Regions from separate parts of the Mus musculus genome. Here regions 1 and 3 are each linked to region 2. A link is a contact called in public HiChIP or PLAC-seq data. All regions are on one chromosome and are shown on one strand. The core of a region is the stretch at or near the end of the contact, and the rest is flanking DNA. Distances in the headings are between cores, read along the strand shown. Region 1 overlaps Tmem212 (transmembrane protein 212). Region 2 overlaps Fndc3b (fibronectin type III domain containing 3B). Region 3 has its middle 4.8 kb from the start of Gm42195.

Evidence for each region. HiChIP or PLAC-seq counts read pairs in DNA pulled down with a chosen protein or histone mark.
Region 1: a contact with region 2 is called in a FOXA1 HiChIP or PLAC-seq map of pancreatic cancer cells. The contact joins two enhancer-like sites. A contact is called at or near these places in 4 of 39 promoter capture datasets (the 3T3-L1 cell line, embryonic stem cells and liver), 1 of 15 datasets of contacts at CTCF or cohesin (the NIH/3T3 cell line), 1 of 484 Hi-C or Micro-C datasets (nephron progenitors), 1 of 115 datasets of contacts at active chromatin or transcription factors (pancreatic cancer cells) and 3 of 9 other capture datasets (adipose tissue, embryonic stem cells and liver).
Region 3: a contact with region 2 is called in an HNF4G HiChIP or PLAC-seq map of pancreatic cancer cells. The contact joins two enhancer-like sites. A contact is called at or near these places in 4 of 39 promoter capture datasets (the 3T3-L1 cell line, embryonic stem cells and liver), 1 of 484 Hi-C or Micro-C datasets (liver), 1 of 115 datasets of contacts at active chromatin or transcription factors (pancreatic cancer cells) and 3 of 9 other capture datasets (adipose tissue, embryonic stem cells and liver).

Annotation. Positions count from the first base shown.
Region 1 is chr3:27,885,476-27,888,175 of GRCm38.p6, forward strand. It overlaps Tmem212 (transmembrane protein 212), which reads right to left. Exons shown (of 4, transcript NM_001164437.1): 2 at 973-1,032. Among named protein-coding and RNA genes, the nearest start is that of Tmem212, 9.5 kb to the right of the region's middle. Within about 2 kb of position 1,251, at least 64 of the 459 cell types and tissues checked have an H3K27ac peak or open chromatin away from gene starts, as enhancers often do. A contact at or near this core is called in pancreatic cancer cells, where this site is marked.
Region 2 is chr3:27,597,815-27,600,514 of GRCm38.p6, forward strand. All of the region lies in intron 3 of Fndc3b (fibronectin type III domain containing 3B), which reads right to left. Among named protein-coding and RNA genes, the nearest start is that of Mir3092, 14 kb to the left of the region's middle. Within about 2 kb of position 1,282, at least 64 of the 459 cell types and tissues checked have an H3K27ac peak or open chromatin away from gene starts, as enhancers often do. A contact at or near this core is called in pancreatic cancer cells, where this site is marked.
Region 3 is chr3:27,903,732-27,906,431 of GRCm38.p6, forward strand. No RefSeq gene overlaps it. Among named protein-coding and RNA genes, the nearest start is that of Gm42195, 4.8 kb to the left of the region's middle. Within about 2 kb of position 1,445, at least 30 of the 459 cell types and tissues checked have an H3K27ac peak or open chromatin away from gene starts, as enhancers often do. A contact at or near this core is called in pancreatic cancer cells, where this site is marked.

The DNA of each region.
Region 1 (2,700 bases), core at 1-2,500, 290 kb after region 2:
ATGCTGCAGGAGGACATCATCTGCCAACCTGAGCTAAAATGAAATCAATTCAGTCACGTTTTATTTCCTATCTGATGCAAAGTGCCAGTTCAGGTTAGGAAAACCAAAATGAGTGGAACCAGTCCCTTCTCTAGGACTTGCTACTCAGAATATCATCTCTGGTTGGTTAGCATCGTACAAGGTTAGGAGTCTCTCAGAAAGGTTGCCTTTCACCTTGTCCAGACCTTCTCAATCAATCCATGGCAGCCGGAGCTGACCTCCCATCTTCAGCCTTTGCTATGGAAAACAGGCCTAAGGTCAGATGCTGTGCTCTTTCTGTAGCTTGGAAAAAGCCAGCTCAGCACTATTAGAAACAGGATCGCTCGGACCTTTCATCTTTTCCCAGTCTGTGAGGGCTGGGAAGGAGACCTCAGAGTTGAGATGTGAACTGCATTGAGACTGGAGGTGTAGTTCAGTGGGTAAAGGGTTTGCCTATGCACTCCATAGCGCGTGCACACACACACACACACACATGCACACATGCACACATGCACTCACGCACATGTGGGAACATGAAGTATTCATGGGCACATGGAATATTGAAAGCAGCAGCACCTATACTTCATTACTACAACATGATTAAATTCATGAGTATGGACACGACACCAAACAATATTCATGAACTTAGAGAAACTATTTGGAGTAAGAACTCAATGAAAAAAATATTATACATTTTAAACATAGTTTACAGAATTGAGTAAGGTGGTATACACCTGTAATCCTAGTACTTGGGAGGTAGAGAAAGGAAAATTAGAAATTTGAGGTTGTGATCAGCTATATACTAAGTTCAAGGACAAGCTGAGATCCATGAGACCCAGGCTTGAGATCCATGACACACACACACACACACACACACACACACACACACACACACACACACACACACACAGTGTCAAATCTACTGAACCATCCCTGCAGACATTTTGTATTTACCAAGTGTCTCTGGGTCCACTCTCTGTGAGCCAGCAGCACAAGTGATCCAGCTGTGACAGCCTGTGAAAAGAAAATTGGAAAAAAAAAATAACATCCACAATCGAAGGGACCTCTGCTAAGAGTTCTATCTGTCTCACAGCTTGACAGCTTTATCACAAGCTGGAAGGCAGGGCAAAGGGGGAAATGGATTTACGGCTCTGGTCCCCTCTTCATCTGTGAAAGGAGCTGTGTTGACAGGGAGGAAAAGCAGCCATTAGAGTCATCAGGACATGAGTCACACCAACTTATTTTCCATTCTCTCTGTTGACTTTGCCGTCACTGGCACCACCTCCGCTCCTGTTAGGTCACGACAGTTAAATCTTGGCTTCATAGATCTCGCCCTAGGCTTTGCGTGCTGGTTTGAATGAGAAATGGCCGTGTAGGCTCAAGCATCTGAACACTTGGTTCCAAGTTGGTGGTGATGCTTGGGAAGAGCATGGAATCTTTAGGACCTGGAGCCTTGAGGAGGTTGTATGTTAAAGTGGAGGATAGGCTCTGCTGTGTTGTAGTCTTCCCCACTTCCTGCTTGCTCCCTCTGCTTGCTGCTTCCTGTGTGAAGGTAGAAATATAAAGAACCATCTGCCTCCTTTCCTGCCATCATAGACTTGAACCTTCTGGAGCCATAGCCAGAAAAAAACTCTTGTTTGTTTGTTTTTTGTTTTTTTGTTTTTTGTTTTTCCGAGACAGGGTTTCTCTGTGTAGCCCTGGCTGTCCTGGAACTCACTCTGTAGACCAGGCTGGCCTCGAACTCAGAAACCCGCCTGCCTCTGCCTCCCAAGTGCTGGGATCAAGGGCATGCGCCACCACTGCCCGGCAGAAAAAAACTCTTAAGTTGCTTTTGGTTATGCTATATTTTTTTTTATCACAGCAACAGAAAAGTGTGAGTGTGAGTGTGTGTGTGTGTGTGTGTGTGTGTGTGTGTGTGTGTGTGTGTGGTATGCGTGTTTACATACACCAAAGCATGAATTTTGAAGTCCAGATAAAAAATCAGGGATGAACATAAAATTATATCTATATCCTATCTACATCTATCTATATAATTTTATGTATCTTTAATCTCTCTCTCTCTCTCTCTCTCTCTCTCTCTCTCTCTCTCTCTCTCTGTGTGTGTGTGTGTGTGTGTGTGTGTGTGTGTGTGTGTGTGTGTGTGTGTGGTGTAGGTCAGATAAATTGATAGCATTGGCTGTTTCTTACCATGTGGGGCCTTGGGGACTGAATTCAGACTCAGGCTTAGCTACAAACATCTTTGCTCACTGAGACATGTTTACATCTTTCCAACAAATTTATAAAGCTGCAAACAGGACAAACTGGAATGGAGATCTGTCCTCAAGCCCAGAAATCATTCCTAGCCATGGTCTGATCTTTTGCAGCTTGCTTTTTTTTTTAATTGTTCTGCCTTTAACTACCAATGGGGTGCAGACACACGACCTCAGTTTCCTAAATAATAAAGACAGTCATTAGAATGGCAAGGCATTTAGAGCTCTGGGTGCAGTGCCATCCTCTTGTATGAAGGCATTTTCTCTATAGTTCCCATTCAAAGAAAAATACTCAAAGTGCAGAACAAGAAATGGTTAATGAAAGAGGGAATGGTGTATCCAGAACTTTGCAGTAGATAATGGAAAAAGAATCTCTGAGCTCATCTTGGATTCATCACGAGGTCTGAAGATGGAGCTGTTTGAGGTTATTGAG
Region 2 (2,700 bases), core at 32-2,531:
ACAAGCGCCACCCCCCACCCACCCCCTTCACCCTCCACCCCACCCAGCATCCTTAGGTGACAGCAGCACTCTGCCCTGACTTAGAAATGACAAAGAAGTGCTACCAGGTCCTAGAAAGGAAACTTGTGAATCCTTATAGGAGTGAGAAGTAATTCCACCCACGGGGGCTGGCGTTTCTAATACCAATGGGGTGGGGTGGGGGTTGGTTTAAAAAAAAAAACAAACAAACTTGCCAACATGTCTTAATGTATCATTTATTTAACACATAAATGCGATTCAACAACAGCAGCAGCAGCAGCAGAATTCTGATCTGGATGTTAGAAGTTCTGGCTGAAGGAGACTGCAAGCCCTGGTGTGAAGCCTTGCCCCTGTGTTGCTGCAAGGGCAGGCGCAGTGGCTGCAATGGTGCGTGCTCTGAGGTTACTTCAGTTTGGTTTGGTTTGGCTTGTTTTGTTGTTGTTGCCTTGTTTTTCCTTCACGTGCTGGTGATTAAACCTCAAGACAAATGCTCTTCCACTAGGCTACGTCCCAGTGCCAACCCCTTCAGTTTCTAAACCTCCCACTTTGAGTACAGCTAAGCAAAGAAATCGTCTCCTTTGTGGTAAGAAAAACAAAACTAGGTTTTTCCTCCGCACCGTTTAAGTTCACTTTAAGTGAACTTTCAGTGGGAGAACGCGGTGAGCCATGTTTAAGGTTTGAGTGTAAACTATCCCTACAACACTTGCTCTCCAAATGGTGCTGCTGCTTTGCAAAGCCAGCAACCATTCAGGGGGTGGAGCCTCGCTGGAGGAAGTAGGGCTCTGGGCAATGGGTCCACTTCCTGATCCACTGAAATGTGAGCAAGCTGCCACCAGAGCAGCACATCACTGCCATCGTCACACCCCACCCCCACCAAGATGGACTGTTTCCCCTTCAACTGAGAGCCACCCCCCTCCCAGCAGCTGGTTTCAGCTAGGCGGGGTTTTTTTTTTTTTTTTTTTTTTTTAAATCAAAGCAATGATAGAACTGACAGAGTCACCCAGCAGAGGGACTGAGCCAGGGTGACCCACTGCACACATGCTGCGTCCCTCATCCACTGCTGGGTGGCACAAGCCCAGGCATCACAAAGTCAGCCCCTGCAGAGAGCATTTCTGGCTGCTGGTCTTATCTATGTGATGTTTTCTAATTATTTGATACTGGCTTAGCAGCCAGGAAACTTATGAGTCATCTCCACTGTTCTCCCGTGTTGTTCTCAACTTAGTTACCCAGTCCCTGAGGTAAACAGAATGGGCCTGCTGGAAGACTTAGAAGCAGTTAGCCCCTCCCTGAGTCATCTTAACAACTACTTCCCTGTCCCACCACTGCAAACCTACCAGACGGCTTGGCTCCACAGGCAGCCCAGGTCTGAGCATAGACCCTCTGACAGATCACCACATGGCATGCCAAGCCCTGCATGGTCAACCCCACTGCTCCTGCCCTAAGGCCTGAGGTACACCTCTCGGGCATCAGCAGAGTATTTCATTAAGTACAAGGCTGTAAGCTAACAGTGGAAGGAACAACTTGGATCTGTGACAAGCCTGCCAATCAGGATGCTTCTCGAGGTTGTATACAAGAATAGGGTTGACATAAACCATTAAACCAAGACAGATGGGGAAAGCTGAGCACTCTAACCTGGCTGCTCCAGTATGAAAACCACCGAGCCATAGCTCCAAGTGAACCTAGGTTATGAAACACTAAGGTATCGGCTATACACATGGACAAACAATAACCAAATAACCAGAACAGGATAAAGGGTCATCCAAAGTTGTACTCTCAAAAGCAACCCTGACTTTCTGAACAGTTAAATTATTAAAAAAAAAATTATACTAGAATAAACAAAGTAAGGTTTACAAAATTATCCTATAACTACTTGTATACAAAAACCAGATTATTACAAATCACTTTTTAAGTCAGTAAAGATAGGTACTGGGTGATCATTGGTTTATTAAGCTGTATAAACTTGAAAAAAAAAATCTCCTGAAAGTAGTAAACTATGAACTCTTATAACTCAATATGGATTCACCACACACTGAGTTCTGCATGTACTTAAAGTCTCCCCCTCACTGCTGTCTTCCTGGCTATTTCATCCCTCCACTATAAGCAGACACTATAAAACAATACAAAGATGACAATACTCAAAACCCCCCCTCCCCCCGCCACTTTGCGGCATCACACTGAGCACACGGTGATGAGCGTCACTCTGCAGGAGATGGGGCTGAGGCCCAGGGGAAGACTTCCCTGGTTTACTTGGTAGGAACATTTCCTCCTAAACCACTTCATGCCATCAACATGATATCACCAAGACACAGTAAGAAAGCAGGTGACAGTGACATGTTCAATCCGTTTTTAAATTCACTGACAGATTTGTAAAGCAGAAAGATGACCAGGTGCCCTGGGTGCCAACCCACACCTGAAACACACAGATGTCTACTGAGACTGCTGGGAGTTCTGGATTCCCATTCCTAAGCTACCACCTTACACGAGGTCCCAGCGACCAGGGTTCCAGAGAGGGTGCATAAAGCCGCCAGATGTTATTTCCCATGTGTCGCTTCTAAACACAATGACAATGGTCACTGGCAGAAGGCCAACAGCAGCACATGTCAAACTGTCTCATGAGAACTGTCACTCACTGATCCACTTCATGAAGTCATTCCTGACATGACAGTAACATTAACAGCCAGG
Region 3 (2,700 bases), core at 195-2,694, 310 kb after region 2:
GGGAATACATCATTTGTGCATCAGATACAGGCATAGGGGAAAGGCACATTGAAGTAAGCATGCTGGGATTGCCTTAACCCTGCTGTATGGGCACCAGCATAAAATCACATAACTTGGTGGTGAACAGAAGAAGGCACAAGTCACAGACTAGCCTCTCAAGAGTCCAGCGAGGACTGTCACCTCTGAGTAAGAGCTCTGATGGGCAGTTCTTTAATCTACTAGTGATGCTGATCTGAAATCTAGCCCCTGCTCATGGTAATCAAACAGGGTGGGGGACAGAGTCAGTTGTTTGCCTAGCATGTGTGAAGCCTTGAGTTCCATCCCCTGCACTGAACAAACCTCATGTGGTGGTATGTATGTCATATAGGCAGGAGAATTAGATCAGTCATCTTCAGCCACATAGAGAGTTCAAAGCCAGCCTCCGGTGCCTACGATCCTGACAGGAAAGAAGGAAGGAAGGAAGGAAGGAAGGAAGGAAGGAAGGAAGGAAGGGAGGGAGGGAGGGAGGGAGGGGGGAAGGAAAAAAGAAAGAAAGAAAGAAAGAAAGAAAGAAAGAAAGAAAGAAAGAAAGAAAGAGAAAGAAAGAAAGAAAGAAAGAAAGAAAGAAAGAAAGAGGAAGGAAGGAAGAAGGGAGGGAGGGAGGGAGGGAGGGAGGGAGGGAGGGAGGAAAGACAAGAAAGGAAGACAGAGAAAGGAAGAGAGAGAAGAGAAGACAAGCAAGGGAATTGAACTGTGCAAACTCTTTGTCCTACTGTATCTCCATACAGATGATATCATAATTGTCATAATATTTTCTGAGATGAAGAAATTGGTAATATGAACATAGCATTTAGGTTATTAGGAGCTAGGTCTCATTACAAGCATCATGCTTTGGTGGCATATCTATGGTATTAGCACTGTATAGAAAGGCTAGTAATGTTTACTTTTCAACCCACCCAGATTTCCATCCTTGCTGTTTGTTTGTTTCCACAACAGAAAAGAAAAACCACAACAAAAGAGCATTTGAGTAACTTCCATATGACAAAGCATTCACATTTTTTTCTCACTGTCTATACAAAACAAACTGACAAAGCTGGGGCCAAGCAAGGCCACCTTATCTAACAAGAGAGCTCACGGAAACGGGTGTGTTACTAACAGTGGAAAGCACGAAGGGGTAAGCCAACTGGAGAGTCTCAGGCGGACATTAAGAACTAGCCATGCTTAGCCTGTCATTTCATGGACTGAATCCATTGTTAAACTCCCAAGAAAAAGCATCCAATGGCCGCCAGTTCTGGCCTTCCAGGGTCAGCTGTTAGCACCTCTCTGCTCTCTCCTTGTTTAGCACGGGGTGCCGCTCTGCTGCTATTTATAGACAGGTGGCAGGAACCTAACCTCCCAGTTATAGTCGCTCTCAACCATCCTCTGCCAGCACAGCCATTGTCACGTTCTGCTTCCTCTGAATGGAGCAGGTGTGACTCACCGTGCCCATTGAAACAGCAGCCCTGGGAAGGAGTGATCGATACGTGCTCGGAAAGGCTGGCCCAAAGTTAAATTTTTGTAATTGTCCTAATTCAAATATTTACTTAAAGTCTGTTTTTATATTATGTGCAGTTCAAGGGGAATGACATTGTCAGCTGTGCATTTCCTGGAACTGACTGACTGCCACAAGGCCACAGATAAAGTTTGTTTATAGAAAAACAAAATATGAAATAGAAATAACACTGTCCTGGTTGTGGGTTTGTGCTCCCACACACACTGGAGGGAGGGAGGAAGACACCCTACAACCTTTCCTCTACTGACAAAAGGCAAAGATGCTTTCACCCCATCTAGTGACGGAGAGCCACCATCCTGAGACAGTGTATCAGCTGCCTTCCCCATTGCTGTGCCCTGAAACTTGACAAGAACTATCATTAGCAAAGAAGGGTGTATCTTGCCTGCCGGTTTAAGGGGATACAGAACATCACAGCAGGGGACATGTGGTGACGGGGGGGGGGGGGGGGTGTCTTGTCACACTGTATTTACAGCCAGGATGTGGGGTGACGGATGCTGCTCTTTAGCCGACTGTCACCTCTTAATTAAATCGTGGGACCCCTAACCCTACGCAGTGGCATCACCCACATTTAGGATGTTAACTTAATTCAGTATAGAAACTCCCGGTTTTCCTCAGATAATTGTCTGCTAGGAACTCCAGACGCTCCCAAGTTGACAATAGTAAGTGTCATAGAAAGTCTAGGACAAAAGCAGATTTTCAATTTACCTTTAAGCTTTAACGACCCAGAGTTGTGGTGGCCGAGGTGGGAGAGTTGCCATGAATCCTGGGCTACAGTGTCTCAAAGAAGGAGGCAGACAAATGGATTCAACTCTTCCGTGTAAGTGAGTCCTCAGCCTGGTTACCTGGTTCTGTGAGCTTGGATAAATTCAGGCTGGCTTGGCACAGCGCGGAGGCTCGAGGCCTACAAGTTGCTTGTGTGTAACTACTTGATAAGTGAAAACCTTCCTGGATATACGGAACAAAACCACATGCAGCTTATAGCTGCTCTCCATGTTATTACTTCCTATTTTCATTATTTATCAGTTATTGTTTTTCTGATAATGTTAAGTAGGCAACATGCTCATAGCACTCCTAGAGTTTGGCTTTTCTTTCATTGTATTGTTTTGTTAGTGGTATTGGATATTGAAGCCTTAGGCAGGGCCTTATGCATGCTAACCACACAGACTTCT